Regions from separate parts of the Mus musculus genome. Here regions 1, 3, 4 and 5 are each linked to region 2. Evidence: chromatin contacts called from public HiChIP or PLAC-seq and promoter capture Hi-C data. All regions are on one chromosome and are shown on one strand. The core of a region is the stretch at or near the end of the contact, and the rest is flanking DNA. Distances in the headings are between cores, read along the strand shown.

What was found. Promoter capture Hi-C pulls out the DNA fragments that hold promoters and counts their contacts. HiChIP or PLAC-seq counts read pairs in DNA pulled down with a chosen protein or histone mark. Capture Hi-C pulls out chosen DNA fragments and counts their contacts.
Region 1: a contact with region 2 is called in a promoter capture Hi-C map of liver, with 2.3 times the contacts expected there. The contact joins the promoter of Gnpnat1 here to the promoter of Gch1 in region 2. A contact is called at or near these places in 1 of 39 promoter capture datasets (liver), 1 of 115 datasets of contacts at active chromatin or transcription factors (embryonic stem cells) and 2 of 9 other capture datasets (adipose tissue and liver).
Region 3: a promoter capture Hi-C map of hippocampal neurons shows a contact between it and region 2, with 8 times the contacts expected there. The contact joins the promoter of Fermt2 here to the promoter of Gch1 in region 2. A contact is called at or near these places in 3 of 39 promoter capture datasets (hippocampal neurons and liver).
Region 4: a contact with region 2 is called in an H3K27ac HiChIP or PLAC-seq map of thymic regulatory T cells, with 8 times the contacts expected there. The contact joins the promoter of Tmem260 here to the promoter of Gch1 in region 2. A contact is called at or near these places in 2 of 39 promoter capture datasets (liver and pre-B cells), 1 of 115 datasets of contacts at active chromatin or transcription factors (thymic regulatory T cells) and 2 of 9 other capture datasets (adipose tissue and liver).
Region 5: a contact with region 2 is called in a promoter capture Hi-C map of liver, with 2.2 times the contacts expected there. The contact joins the promoter of Exoc5 here to the promoter of Gch1 in region 2. A contact is called at or near these places in 1 of 39 promoter capture datasets (pre-B cells), 1 of 484 Hi-C or Micro-C datasets (CD4 T cells) and 1 of 9 other capture datasets (liver).

The regions. Positions count from the first base shown.
Region 1 is chr14:45,387,484-45,390,183 of GRCm38.p6, reverse strand. Gnpnat1 (glucosamine-phosphate N-acetyltransferase 1) reads left to right here and starts at 1,388. Exons shown (of 6, transcript NM_019425.2): 1 at 1,388-1,436.
Region 2 is chr14:47,188,059-47,190,758 of GRCm38.p6, reverse strand. It overlaps Gch1 (GTP cyclohydrolase 1), which reads left to right and starts at 1,346. Exons shown (of 6, transcript NM_008102.4): 1 at 1,346-1,807. The coding sequence starts at 1,492.
Region 3 is chr14:45,528,748-45,531,447 of GRCm38.p6, reverse strand. Fermt2 (fermitin family member 2) reads left to right here and starts at 1,383. Exons shown (of 15, transcript NM_146054.3): 1 at 1,383-1,514; 2 at 1,857-2,023. The coding sequence starts at 1,867. Gm46452 (a long non-coding RNA gene) reads right to left here and starts at 1,226. Exons shown (of 3, transcript XR_001781252.2): 1 at 892-1,226.
Region 4 is chr14:48,445,091-48,447,790 of GRCm38.p6, reverse strand. Tmem260 (transmembrane protein 260) reads right to left here and starts at 1,439. Exons shown (of 16, transcript NM_172600.4): 1 at 1,188-1,439. The coding sequence starts at 1,335.
Region 5 is chr14:49,065,268-49,067,967 of GRCm38.p6, reverse strand. It overlaps Exoc5 (exocyst complex component 5), which reads left to right and starts at 1,301. Exons shown (of 18, transcript NM_207214.3): 1 at 1,301-1,842. The coding sequence starts at 1,816. It overlaps Ap5m1 (adaptor-related protein complex 5, mu 1 subunit), which reads right to left and starts at 1,419. Exons shown (of 8, transcript NM_144535.5): 1 at 1,104-1,419. The coding sequence starts at 1,177.

The DNA.
Region 1 (2,700 bases), core at 139-2,638, 1.8 Mb after region 2:
TTTTTATTCTGTATTTCTCTGATGCTGCAAGTTTTAAAATAAGCAAAATAATGTAGTAAGACATTAAAAAACAAATATTTTGGCTGGCGGGATGGCTCAGTGGGTAAGAGCACCCGACTGCTCTTCCAAAGGTCCAGAGTTCAAATCCCAGCAACCACATGGTGGCTCACAACCATCTGTAACAAGAACTGACTCCCTCTTCTGGTGTGTCTGAGGACAGCTACAGTGTACTTACATATAATAAATAAATCTTTAAAAAAAACAAATATTTTAATGAGTTCAGAGATGGAAGTGGTATACGTCTTGGTATATTCAAGACATTTCTTCCTCCTCCCCTATCTATCTATCTATCTATCTATCTATCTATCTATCTATCTATCTAGTGACAGCATTTCTCTACATATTCGGGGCTGTATTTGATCTAATTGTGTAGAACTGTCTTGAACTCACAGAGATGCACAAAGCCTCTGGTCTCTAGTGCTGGAATTAAAGGCATGCACCAAGTACTACACACACACACACACACACACACACACACACTCGCTGTGTGTGTGTGTGTGTGAATGTATGTATGTATGTATGTATATCTCCAAATCTCTGCTTCCTCACTTGTCAGATGACACTAAATGACACTTAAGAGAGAGACACTGGAGGTAGGAACCTTCCCAGGACTGAGATTACAGAACAAGCACAGTATTTGCTGTATACTGTAAGATGCTTTCAGGGCCCTGGCCTCTACCCCACTCTTCACTGCCTGGAGAACGTAGCCACTTCTTGCCCAGAGTAAGCTGAAATGTTCCGGGTGTCATAGGAAGCAAAGGGCTGCAGTGGAAAGCTCAAGAGAGCTCAAGGGTGAGTGGTTCCAGCTCAGTTTCTAGAAGACAGAAGCCCAGCCTTGTCTCAGACATTTGACAATCAGGAGATGTAATCACCAGTCCTGTTAATGGACTGCATGCAAGTGAGGGAGGGGGACGATGGGACTGACAGGGTAGGAGCCTTAGGGCTCGGAGAATGAAAGGAACCCACACCGGTCATCGCGGTAGGCTGCTTATACTCCTATGGCTTTATTTTCAGATAAGGTGTGAGAGCGACGGTGGTACTCTCGTGCAGTGAGCGAAAGGCAAGTCTGGAAGGTAAACTGATGACGCAAGCTTTGCCCCTGGTCTTTGCCCCACGCCCCGCCCCGCCCCGCCCCGCCTCGCCTCCGGAGCCCAGGAGTGGTGTGCGTGGCCGTGCCTCCGCGTGCGCAGCGGTGCGTGAGGGCGGGGCAGGGCAGAGGCGTTGGTCCGGCCACGTTTGGCCTGGCGGTTCCGGCTGCGGCGCGTGGGGGCGCACGGGGGGCGGGGCTGGAGCTGCAGCCGGATCCGGATGCGGCGGCGCTTTGACCCGCAGGGAGACTGACGCGCCGGGACTGGAGCGTGGTCCGCTCCAGTGCGGTGAGGCGGCCTGGGGCTGGGACGCGAGGGCTGGCGGGCTTGGGACCGCAGAGGCTGAGACGCCCTGCCCGGGAGCCGGGCGGCAAAGCTTGATGCCCGGCAGTCTGGCCGGGCAGGGTCTTGGAGGGCCTAGGAGTGTCCGTGGCGTGGGAATGGGGGACGGTCCTCACCTTTTCTGCCGCCGTCCCTATGAAAGGGCGCGAACCCTCGGTTCCCTTTTACGGGTGTAGCGGTCAGAGCCGCTGAAGACAAGCACCGGCTCTGAAGAGCCCCAGCTGCGCAGACTGTATGAAACCTGGGGTGGGGGAACCTAGAACTTGAACCTCTAGAAACACCAACTGTGTGGTTTCTATTATGTGTTAGAGCTAATGTTTATGTAAGGCAAGCATAAAATTTGTTCCTGTAAAAAAATAAATGGGGGTTTGTTTGGGATTAATTAATCCAAGAGTAGGTCTCAGGAAATGGATTCATTAAGGTAGGAATTGTATGATTCAAACAGATTCCATGATGCAAAGATTGTCATCTGTTGACTTTCCTGCAGTAATGCTCTATGGGAAAATGAGAGGATCCTCATTCCAGGCCACTCATTTGTTGATGAGTGTTAACTAACCTTAGGGCTAGTCTTGGAAACTCGGTGCTCCCAACTGTGCAACTAGACTTGGGGCTAATCAGATCGTGTAGATTAAGTACACTAACGGGAAAGACTTCTTGCTTCATGAAATACTACCTTTCATGAAGATACTCGGAGCTGTCTACTTATCTGTCTGTCTACCTGTAACCTATCACAGCGAGTTTGATTTGGCTGCAGATCATGTTTAGAAATGTGTGAATCCTGGTCTTCAATCTTCCTACTTGTTGCTCCGCTGTTTTTCAGGAAGCAGCCGCTCCCCATCTATATCCAGACTCATTCAGAGGCTGGGAAACCAAACTTGAAGTTGGGTGTATGTCTTTTGTCTTCTCACTTGTGGCCATGTGGCAATCTTTTTTTCTACATGACTTTCTGAAATGTGATTTCTAGATAATACCTTACGTCATTCATTATTCATTGACTAGAGGTTCACTGGACTAGGGCTTAGGCAATACTCAAGCATTGTAAACAAATGCTAATTTAGAAGTTAAACCCTACTGGGTAGAGGGGGAGGGGCTTTTAGTTAGAGTTTACAACCAAACTTAGAGAGGAAGTTAGGTGGTGACCTTTAAGTGCTACAGAATGAAGGCTTCTTGTAGTTTTGTTTTGATAAAACAGCCTGTGTAGCAGGGGCTA
Region 2 (2,700 bases), core at 97-2,596:
AAGGTCAGAGCAGGTTAAAACAGCAGAGCAGCGATCTGGCAGCTCACAAATATTATTATCTCCCTAGGCATAGGGGACTCCGGTGAGTGCCATGCACCATAACTCATGCCTTGAGAGAGGCCAGAGGGTTTTCTAGAGTGGCAGGTGTGTGTGTTGTATACATTTTAAACGACTGAACAATTTTCAAGTCACAACTTCTCCAGTCTTTAAAGCAGGAGAGAGGCAGGGCTCATGCTTTTAATCCCACCGTTTGGAAGTGTGAGGCAGGCAGATCATTTGAATTAAAGGCCTTCCTGGTGGTCGACATAGAGAACTCCAGGCCAGACAGAGCTGCACTGTGAGACTTGGTCTCAAAAAGTAAAACAAAGCACAACAAAAGAATGACACCCAGCACTTGGGAGGCAGAGGCAGGTGGATTTCTGAGTTCGAGGCCAACCTGGTCTACAAAGTGAGCTCCAGGACAGCCAGGGCTATACAGAGAAACCCTGTCTCGAAAAAACAAAAAAAAAAAACAAAAAAAAAAAAAACAAAAAAAAGAATGACTCCAGTAGAAGTATAAACAAGGATGGGGGTGAGGGTGTGTGGGACAACGACTCGTGAGCCCTCACCCTAGACAAAGAGCCACAGGTGACCGAGGAATGCTTAGACTGAGGTAATCTTCCCTAGGACAGAGAACACCAATACCAGATTAGCCCCGAAAATGTATACACACAAGAGACATTAACCAGACTGAGCAAGTTGTATTTATATATTTAGAAACACACATACATACATACATAAGAACTGTTAAAAAAAGAGACTGAATGTAAAAGAGAACAAGGTGTGGGGGGGGGCGGGGTGAAGGTATTTGGGAAGGTTTGGAAGGAAGAAAGGGAAAACAGACAGGAAATTATTGTAATCTCGGAAAAAAAAAAGCTAAAAAGAAAAAAAATATTTAAAAAAGAGCACAAGGTTGCTTATCACCAGAATATTTGCTCCACCCTGCCTGCCCCAGCAAGGTCACCTGTTAGTTAGCTCATCTTTCTCAGGGCAACTAGACCACAGCATTTTTGCGAACACGCCCCCTTTTCCGGTGGAAAGTGAGGGAGAATCGGTGTTTCTATCTCGGAGGTTCCAGCTCCCCGGATTCTTGGCTTTTTGTAGACTCAGTTCTTCCTTTTATAAGTCGAGGGGGTCTAACCAGAAGCTTGTCTTGTGTAACTGCGGGGGTTTAGGGGCCACCCAGGAGGGCGGGGCTCAGGGGCGGGGAGAGATCCATGACGCAAGAGGCTCCGGCCAATGAAAATATCTCGCGGCGCCGGCCGAGTCGCCCTGCCATAAAAAGAGAGGCGCGGCGGGGCTCCCCAGCCGGCGACTGCCCTAGACTCCGAGAGTGTCCCTAGGTGCTGAGCCCCAGTCCGGGTGACGGCCACAGGTTACGGCCGCCGGCTAAGCTGAGCCGCAGCGCTTGTTAGCACCCTAGGGTGTCTCGGGAGCGGTCGCGCCGGGTCCATGGAGAAGCCGCGGGGAGTCAGGTGCACCAATGGGTTCTCCGAGCGGGAGCTGCCGCGGCCCGGGGCCAGCCCGCCTGCCGAGAAGTCCCGGCCGCCCGAGGCCAAGGGCGCACAGCCGGCCGACGCCTGGAAGGCAGGGCGGCACCGCAGCGAGGAGGAAAACCAGGTGAACCTCCCCAAACTGGCGGCCGCTTACTCGTCCATTCTGCTCTCGCTGGGCGAGGACCCCCAGCGGCAGGGGCTGCTCAAGACGCCCTGGAGGGCGGCCACCGCCATGCAGTACTTCACCAAGGGATACCAGGAGACCATCTCAGGTCCGTGCGTGCGCCGGGGTGTGCTGGGCGCCAGGAGGCGGCTTCAGGAAGCGTGGGCAGCTCCGGGAACTTTCCCGAGTTGCTTCACTTTTGGCGCAGGGAGCCAAGTTGTCAGGTCCCGGTCCCAGCTGTGGCCCCAGAGCCTCCACCTGGCGGAGGCGAGGGTCCCTCCTGGCTGGCACTCAGGGCTCTGGGGAGGGTGAATGCATAGCCACTACACTGAACTCCGGGGCGGGAAGGGATGTGAGACCCTCTTACCCCAGCGCTCAGAACGCGATTAGGCACGTGCAGCATCCACCGTTCCCCCCCCCCCCCGCAAGGATCCCGTGGACACTTGTTGATGGGACGCGTCTTGCTTTTGGGTGAAGCCAGGTTTCCGTTACACCCCGTGAGCCAAGTAAAGTTAGGTACTTGTAATGGGGTAGGGAACTTCAGAGAACTGGAATTTGCATCCAACTACTCTAGCTTAGGACTTTACACCAAAATTTGGCACAATTCTGGATTCGGACTTCCTAGCAGTTTGAGGTGTGGACTTTTCTTGAGCTAGCATTATTGCTGAAAGTCTTTAATGTTTGCTCCCTCAAAGAATAAAGGGACACTCCACCCCACCCCCGCGCTGATACTCTGATGGTTGAAGTTCACTGGACCTGGGATTCCGTGCTTTTGCCCTCCTAGCCACCCACCTCCACCCCCGCCGCCTAAAATCCACAGTCTGAGCCTGCTGGCATCAAGTCTTTCCCAGCCAGTGACGAGGCAGTTGCTGTGGGTACAGAGGCAGGGTGAAGAGGAAGTGGAAAGCAGGGCCTTGCTGCCTATTTGGTTAAGCAGTGTTGGCCTTTATAAAAAAGAAGCTCTGGTTCCTTTGGCTGAGTTCAAAGGCCTCATTTCCAGTT
Region 3 (2,700 bases), core at 134-2,633, 1.7 Mb after region 2:
TTTTCCAACAACATAATTTCATCAACACTGTTTCCACCCTGAACAACATTGCTTCTAAGTAAACCACCCACAACGTCTCAGAGTAGAAATAACTGGAGAGAGGCAAGCTTGGAGAAGTGCATCAGTTTCTCCATGATGACTGGCTAGTGTTAGCAGAGTGGTTTCCCTTTTTTTTTTTTTTCCACTCCCAAACCTCTGGCATTTGACTCGAGTTTTCCTGCTTTCACTCCCTTACGGGTGTCCACCCCTTTCTGCAGGCTGTGCTTTTTTCTTTTGCTGTTGTGTTGATGAACAAAGGGTTATTTGCGCGGTAGGCTCCCCTTTGAAGTGTCTAGGGCAGTTCACGAAGTCCAAGACACTTTTTAAAAACCAAGATCCTTTACAGTATCTTATCGGACTCTCCTGGACTTAAATAAATTGCTAGAAGAGGCAACCCCTGGCTTGCTGATTCTGAACAGTTCCCTTCAACAGAGTGTAATAGTTAATGGGAACGTGGAAGTGGGCCTTCGGGGACCTTTCTTCGTCACTAGTCAAAGTCTTTAACAGCTCAACATCAGTTCAAAACTACTTAAATGTCTTGGAAGTGTGTGGGAGGGTAAGGAAGAGAATGTGCGTGCATTCAAAATACTGAGTCCTCTAAGTTGCGGAGGAAAAGTCCCAAGTACGCGCCAACAGTTGGCGTGGGTGGAGAAGGGGTCTCGGGGAAACCACTGCCCTCCTGGGGTGGGGTGGGGAGGTCCCCCTTTTCCAGCCGGAGCGCATGAGCCAAGCTTTTGCGTCTGGCAGGCACTTGGGTTCCAGGGGTTAATAATGCTCGCCGACTCTCATGAGTCCAGCAGGAGCCGCAGATTGGTGCGGAACCCTGCTTGCCAGGCAACTTTTGTGGCTCACCGCCCCTCTGTGTCCTTTCTCCTACTTTTGTGGGATGTTCAAGGCAGACATCGTAAAGTTTCTGCATCCCAACTTCTCTTCCTAGCTCCCCGGCGCGGTGCCTTCGCGCCCGGGTTCCCCGCACACGTCCCGGGGCCTGGGAACTTCCCGAGGCAGCTTCTCACGCATGAACCCCGGGGACCCCGCTGCAGGCGCCGCCTCAGCCCCGCGAGCCCCCGCCCCCCACCCCAGCTCCGCAGCCGAGAGCCCGGATGTTGGATTCCATCCCTGCGCCTGGTCCTTCATTTCCATAAAAGGGCAGCGCTCCGCAGGGCCGAGATTGCGGCCGCCGCCTCCCCCCGCAGCGCTCCCCCGAGGCGCGCACCGCCCCGGCCCCACCAGAGCGCGCGCCGCCTCCTCTCCCCCGCGGGAGCGCGGTCAGAGAAGAGCCAGAGAGGAGGGGGCGGAGGCCGGCTGCGGGCGGTGCTGCGGGGCGGGGGCCGGGGCGGGGAGAGGGGGTGGGGCGGGGGCCGCGGTGCCGGGACTCCATTAGCAGCGGCGCGAGGCTTCGCTTTCCTCCCGAGCAGCGACGCGGGTGCCGCCAGCCTCGCCTGTTGCCTCGGGAGCCCGGCGGGAGGAGCGCGGTGAGGGGCGCAGCGGAGGACGGGGCGCGGGGAGGACGCCGCGGGAGGAGCGGAGCGCGCGCCGGCGCGGCGCGGTCTCCCCGGCCGGGTGGGGAGGCGCGGGGCGGTCCGGGCGCAGCGGCGGCGGCGGCAGGTGAAGGCGCCCAAGTCCGCTAGGCGGGCGCGGCGGGCGGAGGCCACGGTCTGGGTGCCGAGTCGCCCGCGCTCGCGCCCTTGGTTGTGCGCGCGTAGCCGCAGCTCCTCCGCCTTCTCCCTCGCAGCGGCCGGCGCCGCGGACTCGGTGGGGTTTGTCTTCCTTTGGGGGAGTGACGCTGACGAGAGCCATTTCCTCCGCGCTCGCAGGAAGGGAGCCATGGCTCTGGACGGGATAAGGATGCCAGATGGCTGCTACGCGGACGGGACGTGGGAACTGAGCGTCCATGTCACGGACCTGAACCGTGATGTCACTCTGAGAGTGACCGGGGAGGTGCACATCGGAGGGGTGATGCTGAAGTTGGTGGAAAAACTCGGTGAGTAGCACCCCGATGCCTCCAATAAAGACTTCCCAGAATGAGAGGAGGGGGTGGGGAGGGAAGACGGCGGGGGGAGGGGTAGAATTGGGAGATCCTAGCTCCTGGCGTGTGCTGCGCTTAAAATGCGAAATTTGTTAACGTTAGGGCGCATAGACGTGCTCCCCTCTGCGTCCTGCTTGTTATTTTGATTTTTACATAAGGTAGTGAGTGATTCGAACCTACCAAATGCTTAACTGCGGATTCCCGGGACGACTTGTTGAAAGTAACGAGGAGAGAGAGTATGCAGGTGAAAGTTGTGAATGTGGTATTACGGGTCTGTAGGTGTTCCCACCTCTTATCCTCATGGAACCTGGATGTTGATGGTGGTGTTTATTGGGGAGAGTGTACAGTCAGCCCGGTCTGGAGAATGTGCACTGGTGTTGGTCGGTATGAAGTTTCAGTAGCTGTACTACGTGATGGAGTGCCCTGAAATGTTCCACTCGTCCGCTCTTGCGAGGGGTGGGGCAGTGCTTGACAAACTTGGTATCTGTATTCTGAGTTGGAAGTAAGCTATCAGGAGCATTAAGAAGCCAACGAAAGAACTTATTTTTTATTTTTTGTTTTTTTTTTGTGTGTGTGTGTGTGTGTTTTGTTTTTTTAAAGCAGACACTAAACTGAGTTGAAGATGACAGTAT
Region 4 (2,700 bases), core at 190-2,689, 1.3 Mb before region 2:
ATGACCTGAAAATGGAGATGGAGGCTTCTCTCCGTGGCAGGCAATCTTGAAGACAGTCCTGGTAATCCCCATCTCAGGGCTTTCTTGCCGTGTAATCCTCTCCCCTTTGAACTGGTCTAGATTTACCGACTCTCTCCAATAAAACAGGGCAGTGGCATATCACTTCCAGGATTAGGTCTCAAAAATGACAGAGGTGACAGAATGCTCTCTTGCTTTTGACAGGAATCAGCTATTTTATGAAGAGAGCCACATGGGATATAGGGCTAGACTTAAGTTTGGAAGTAGATACTCCCTAAACAGGGTCCTGAGAAGTTGCAACCCTGGCCCCCACCTTGTCTTGTGTTAGTGAATCCGGCTAAACTGCACCTAGAGATACTGATCCACAGACAGATGATAAATGCTCCCCCCTGCAGCCACCAAATCCGGGTGAACTTGTCAGGTAGTGAAATTATAAACAGCTCATGGGCTCTTCAGGAAACGGTTTGACTGTTCCATTACAGAACCATTCTGAAAACACGGCTGATTATTATGAGAAATTATTGATCACTTTATCTGGCTGTAAAAACCAAACCAAACCAGGGACTTGTTTCTAGACTCAGATATGTGAAAAGTATGCCCTAGCTTAATCTGTGTGAAACCTGTCTTTCATTTTCACAGGAAGAGGGGTGCTTTCAGTTGCATTCCCTTTTATGAGTTCCCCTCTAAATTTTCTGCATGGCTGGTTCCTTAATATTCAGGTTCTAACTAATACACCTCCAAGGTAGCCTTTCCTGACCTTCTGAGGAATCTACTCATTACCACTCCAACCACATTCTCCCTTAGTGCCTCCGTAACTCACCACTACTTAAAATGTAGTTTATTTAATAACCCGTTGTGTCGTCTCTAAACACAGTAGAACGCTCCATGCTATTTGTTAACTACTGTCAATCTTTTTTTGTCTGTGACACTGTAAGGGCACGACAGGTGATACAGGTAACAACGATCCGGGCAAAGTGGACAGTGGTTAAATTTCATCGGCTGAGCAGCTCGAGAACACAGAGACCAAGATCCAGAACCGGAAAGAGAACTGGTTCTGGAATTCAGAACCGTGCACGGAGCTCCAGCGAGGGGACGCGGGGCCGGGACACCGAGGCGGCGGCACCCGGAGGCAGGGGGGCGGGGAGGAGGGCGGCCTGCGAGTACTTTACCCGAGTCTCCCCCAGGCAGCGAGCGGGGCAGCGTGAGGGTGAACACGGCAGCCACGGAGGCGAACACGGCCACGCTGCCGCGGAGGGCCCCGGAGCGCCACGGCCCCGCTCCGGCTGCCGGGCTCCCGCCGTCGCCATGGAGACCCATGGGCCCGGACGCGCGCAGCTCGCGGACCGTGACCCCTCGCAGCGGTGCGGACCTTCCCTGGCCGAGAGGCGCGCACAGCCCGCGCCGGCTTCCGGTCTAGCAGGGCCGAGCGCACCATACCTTCGCCCGCCAGGTCGGGGAGGAGGAGATGGCGGGCGCACTCCGGCACGGCTTAGGAGTCTTCTGGGGGTCACTGCGCGTGGTACTGTGTCTGCGTCAGTGTGCTTTGAAGTAACGAATCACAAGGGAGCATAATTCCCAACGACATCAATCATGGGCCAGGCCTACTCGCACTATGCAGTCTCTCTCCCCCTTTCCGCACTGACTTGGTCCGTTCCAAAAGAGACGGAAGTGGCGTGGATAACGGTGAGCCAGAAAGCGCTGCTCTGCCCCCTGTGGCGTGGGGTGGAACTGCATAAGAGAGCCCCCTAGAAACCCAACAAGGAAGGGTTCCAACCATGTAGTAAGCCACAAATACATTAATTGCTATTATATTTTTCAGTGGACTCATTGATCGCGGCTATGTATTTATAGAGCCTTGCCTCATTAAAATTAATGTAAATCCATATGCTAATTATTAATTCACTAATTTTAAGATATTAAAATGTGCTAATTAGCCTTTTTTTAACATGAGAACTCAGTAGGTGAGTTGAAATACTTGAGTTAACAAAATTAACTCTTCATGATAAGAGTGTCTCCTACTTAAATGAAGAAGAATGATTTTTGTTTTTTTGTTTTTTTTGCTCTAAAAGTGGAAAATGAAATCAAGAGCCCACATAAATAATGCAAATGGAATGTAGAAAGAGATGGGAGCTACTAGACAATACACAGCACACTGCTGAGAATTGAATCTAGGGCCTCATGCAGGCTAGGCTAGTAAACATTTTAAGCTTGCAGTTTGCATTATTTTAGCAATTATTCAGTCTGGGAAGGGAGCGGGCAACCTCCTTAGAATCTGTGTCAGAATACACGGGAAATGGGCAACATTCACAAATGTGCTATTTGCAGTCTGACAGGAACACTGTGTCCAGGCTGTGAAGTTGATAGGCAGTAATTGTGCCCACCTATCTTAGTCTTTTCCTGGTGTTTATAAAATGCTTTATCATCTGAGCTCCTGGGACACAGGGGTTGGGCAGTGTACTTTCCTTATTGCATGAGAAAACACTATGACCAGTGAAACTTATAGAAGAAGCAGTTTATTTGGGAGAGATTTTCATGGCTGGGAGACATGGTAGCAAGTTCTCCATTGACGTCCATTGAGGAAAATGCTTTTCTTGGTAGCAAGAGATCATGAGAAATACACCTTTCAACTAGACAGCTTGTCCAGGATTATCTTGTATGTATGTGTGTTCATATGTGACAATG
Region 5 (2,700 bases), core at 52-2,551, 1.9 Mb before region 2:
TCCAGTATGGTAGACACCAGGTACATGTGTTACTGAAATGTAAGCAAAACTAACAACTAATGGGGGTCATGGTTGTTGCATTCCTTTAATTCTAGTATTTGGAAACCAGAAGCAGGAGGGTATCTATGAGTTTGTGGCTAGCTTGGTCTACACAGTGAATTCTGGGTAAGCCAGTGGTACACAGTGAGGCTCTGTCTCAAAACCACAGCAACAAAAACCTAATAACTGAGTTCCTCAGTTACACCATTCAAATGCTTTCTGGTTTACATTCGAAGAGATTTAAAATTGGTCACCTTTCTACCATACATTGCTGCTTTCCAAGAACACACATCTACTCATTAACACAGAGGCTTCTTAGAAATAATGCCAAGAGACAGGTAACAACTTCAAGAACTGACAGATGGGATCTCCTGAAATCAAAACAGTTCTGCAAAGCAAATAAAACTACAAGCAAAGTGGCGAGACAGCCTATAGACTGGGGGGAACTTAGCCAGCTATACTTTATATCGGGGTTAATATCTAATATAAAGAACTGCAGAGTCCTCTCCATAGAATTATCTTGGTAAGATATGGCAAATTCTAAAGGTGGGACCAAACCACTTATGCCACCTGGATAAAAAGGTGACTGTAATTTAATTTTTCACACTTCTATTTTGCTCACCCACTAGAAGCTGCAAACTATAACGTTCTTTAAGCAATCATTTTTGTACCAAACTTAAACAGATGGAATTAATTTTAAAGATACATTAGTATAGCCGGGTGTCGTGGCCCACACCTGTAATCCCAGCACTCTGGAGGTATCTGTAAATTCAAGGCCAGCCTGGTCTACGTATCAAGTTCTAGGACAGCCAGGTATACATGAATCCTGTCTCAAATATATAAATAAATAAAGATACAATAGCAGTAATACTAGAAAACATGTAGCATCATGTAACAAGCAACTCATTCCTTACAACAAAGTGAGATAAACGTAGAAAGCCTAAATTGCCCAAGGGCACCCTGCTAGCTGCTCCTGGGACAGCTGAGACTCAGCGCACCACAAAAACTCCTGCTTAGATTCATCCTTGGACCCATCATGCCTGAGGATCCAGACTTGCAATTACCTGGAGAATCTGACGGTGCCTCCAAGTGGAGTTCCTGGTTCGTGACGTATGAGCCACACTGCCCGCAGGGCCATGGTTAAGCCTCCCAAGTATCAGAGCGATGTAGAAACTAAGGTCGCCATCCAGCCAAAGTAGACCCCGCCTTCTAGATGGGCTGTACCAGGCAACGTCCGGGTTCTCCCTGAGCCGCAAGAGCTCACTGGAGATGCTCGCTCTTCCGGGTGAGGTGACTCAAGTCTCCCGGTCCCTTCAAGAGATTAAAACACTCCTCAGAAGGTCTTAAGAACCTACACCCGGAATCTCAAGGGACTGGAATACTCTTCTCGCCCACTTCCGGGACGGCGGCCCGCGAGGCTCAAGACGCGTCACCCTGTCGCAAACGAGCGCCTCCGCGGCCCGCTCGCCGCTCGCTCCTTTCGCCCGCCCCGCGAAGTCGGCCGGGCGCGCGCAGCCCCACTTCCGGCGTGCGAGGCGGTGACAATGGGAGCGGCGCGGGCGGCGCCGGGAGGCAGCTGACAGGCGTCTGCGGCTCCGCTTCATGGCTGCTCTCCCTCTCTGCCTTCGCTGTGTGAGGACCGGGGCAGCCAGCAGCGGTGCGCAGCCCGGGCCGGAGGCGGTAGGCCGAGCTGGGACTGGTGAGCGGCGCCGCTGAGGCGCAGCATGTGAAGCGGAGACGGCCTCGAGCGCGGGGCGAGCCTCTCAGCCGGCCGGCATGGCCACGACGGCCGAGCTCTTCGAGGTGGGTCCCGGGGCTCGGCGGGCGGCGGCGGCGGCGGCGGGGGAGGGGCGGGTGGCGGCGGGACGCTGGGCCGGCTCGGGTGGCAGGGCGGCCAGACGTCCCGGAGACCGGACGGGCAGTGGGCAGGGCTGACTCCGGAGCCCAGGGCCGGCGAGCCGGGTCTTGCTGTGCGGATCCTCGCGACGGTGCTACAGGGGGCATCTGAATGGAGACTCTGGGGGGCTCCTCGGTGCCGAGGTTCCGACAAGCTCAGAAGCGGCCCTGGGGTGCCTGCCGTCTTACCTTACAGTCGAAAAGGCTGGGAGGATTCTTTTAAGGACAATAAAGGCCTACTTAGCCTCAGCACGGAAGGGAAGCGACACATCTTACTGCATTTAATTGCTGTGGAACCCTCCGACTGCTAGTTAAAGGATCCTTGGGCTGTGAGAAGCTGTGGGAGCGTTCAGGTGCATTTTCTTGAGTGTTTCAATATTTAAACTTGACAGTTGGATTTTGTGGCGTGTCAGTGTCAGAAGCGGTGAGGTTTGAGATAATGGAATGGGGTTACAAGACAATGAAACAGTATCTTCTTGTGTGGAAAAAAATAGAAGTAGTCATATGAAGAAAAATGAGGAATACACCTTCTCCCCCGCTGGGGCGTGATTACTCCATAGCAGCAGAAGTGTAAGTTGTAGAGAACACTGCAGTTCACAGTTAAGAATGTCACCATAGGTGAAAATTGTATCCATTGAGCATCAGCGTGTTCTGTGGCGTGAATTTTAAATGCCATTGTTTCCATTAAAAAAAAAATCTAACTTTTCAGTTACTTTTTTTTGTTACTGAACGTTGACTTGCAGTCATTCCTAGCATAGATACTGC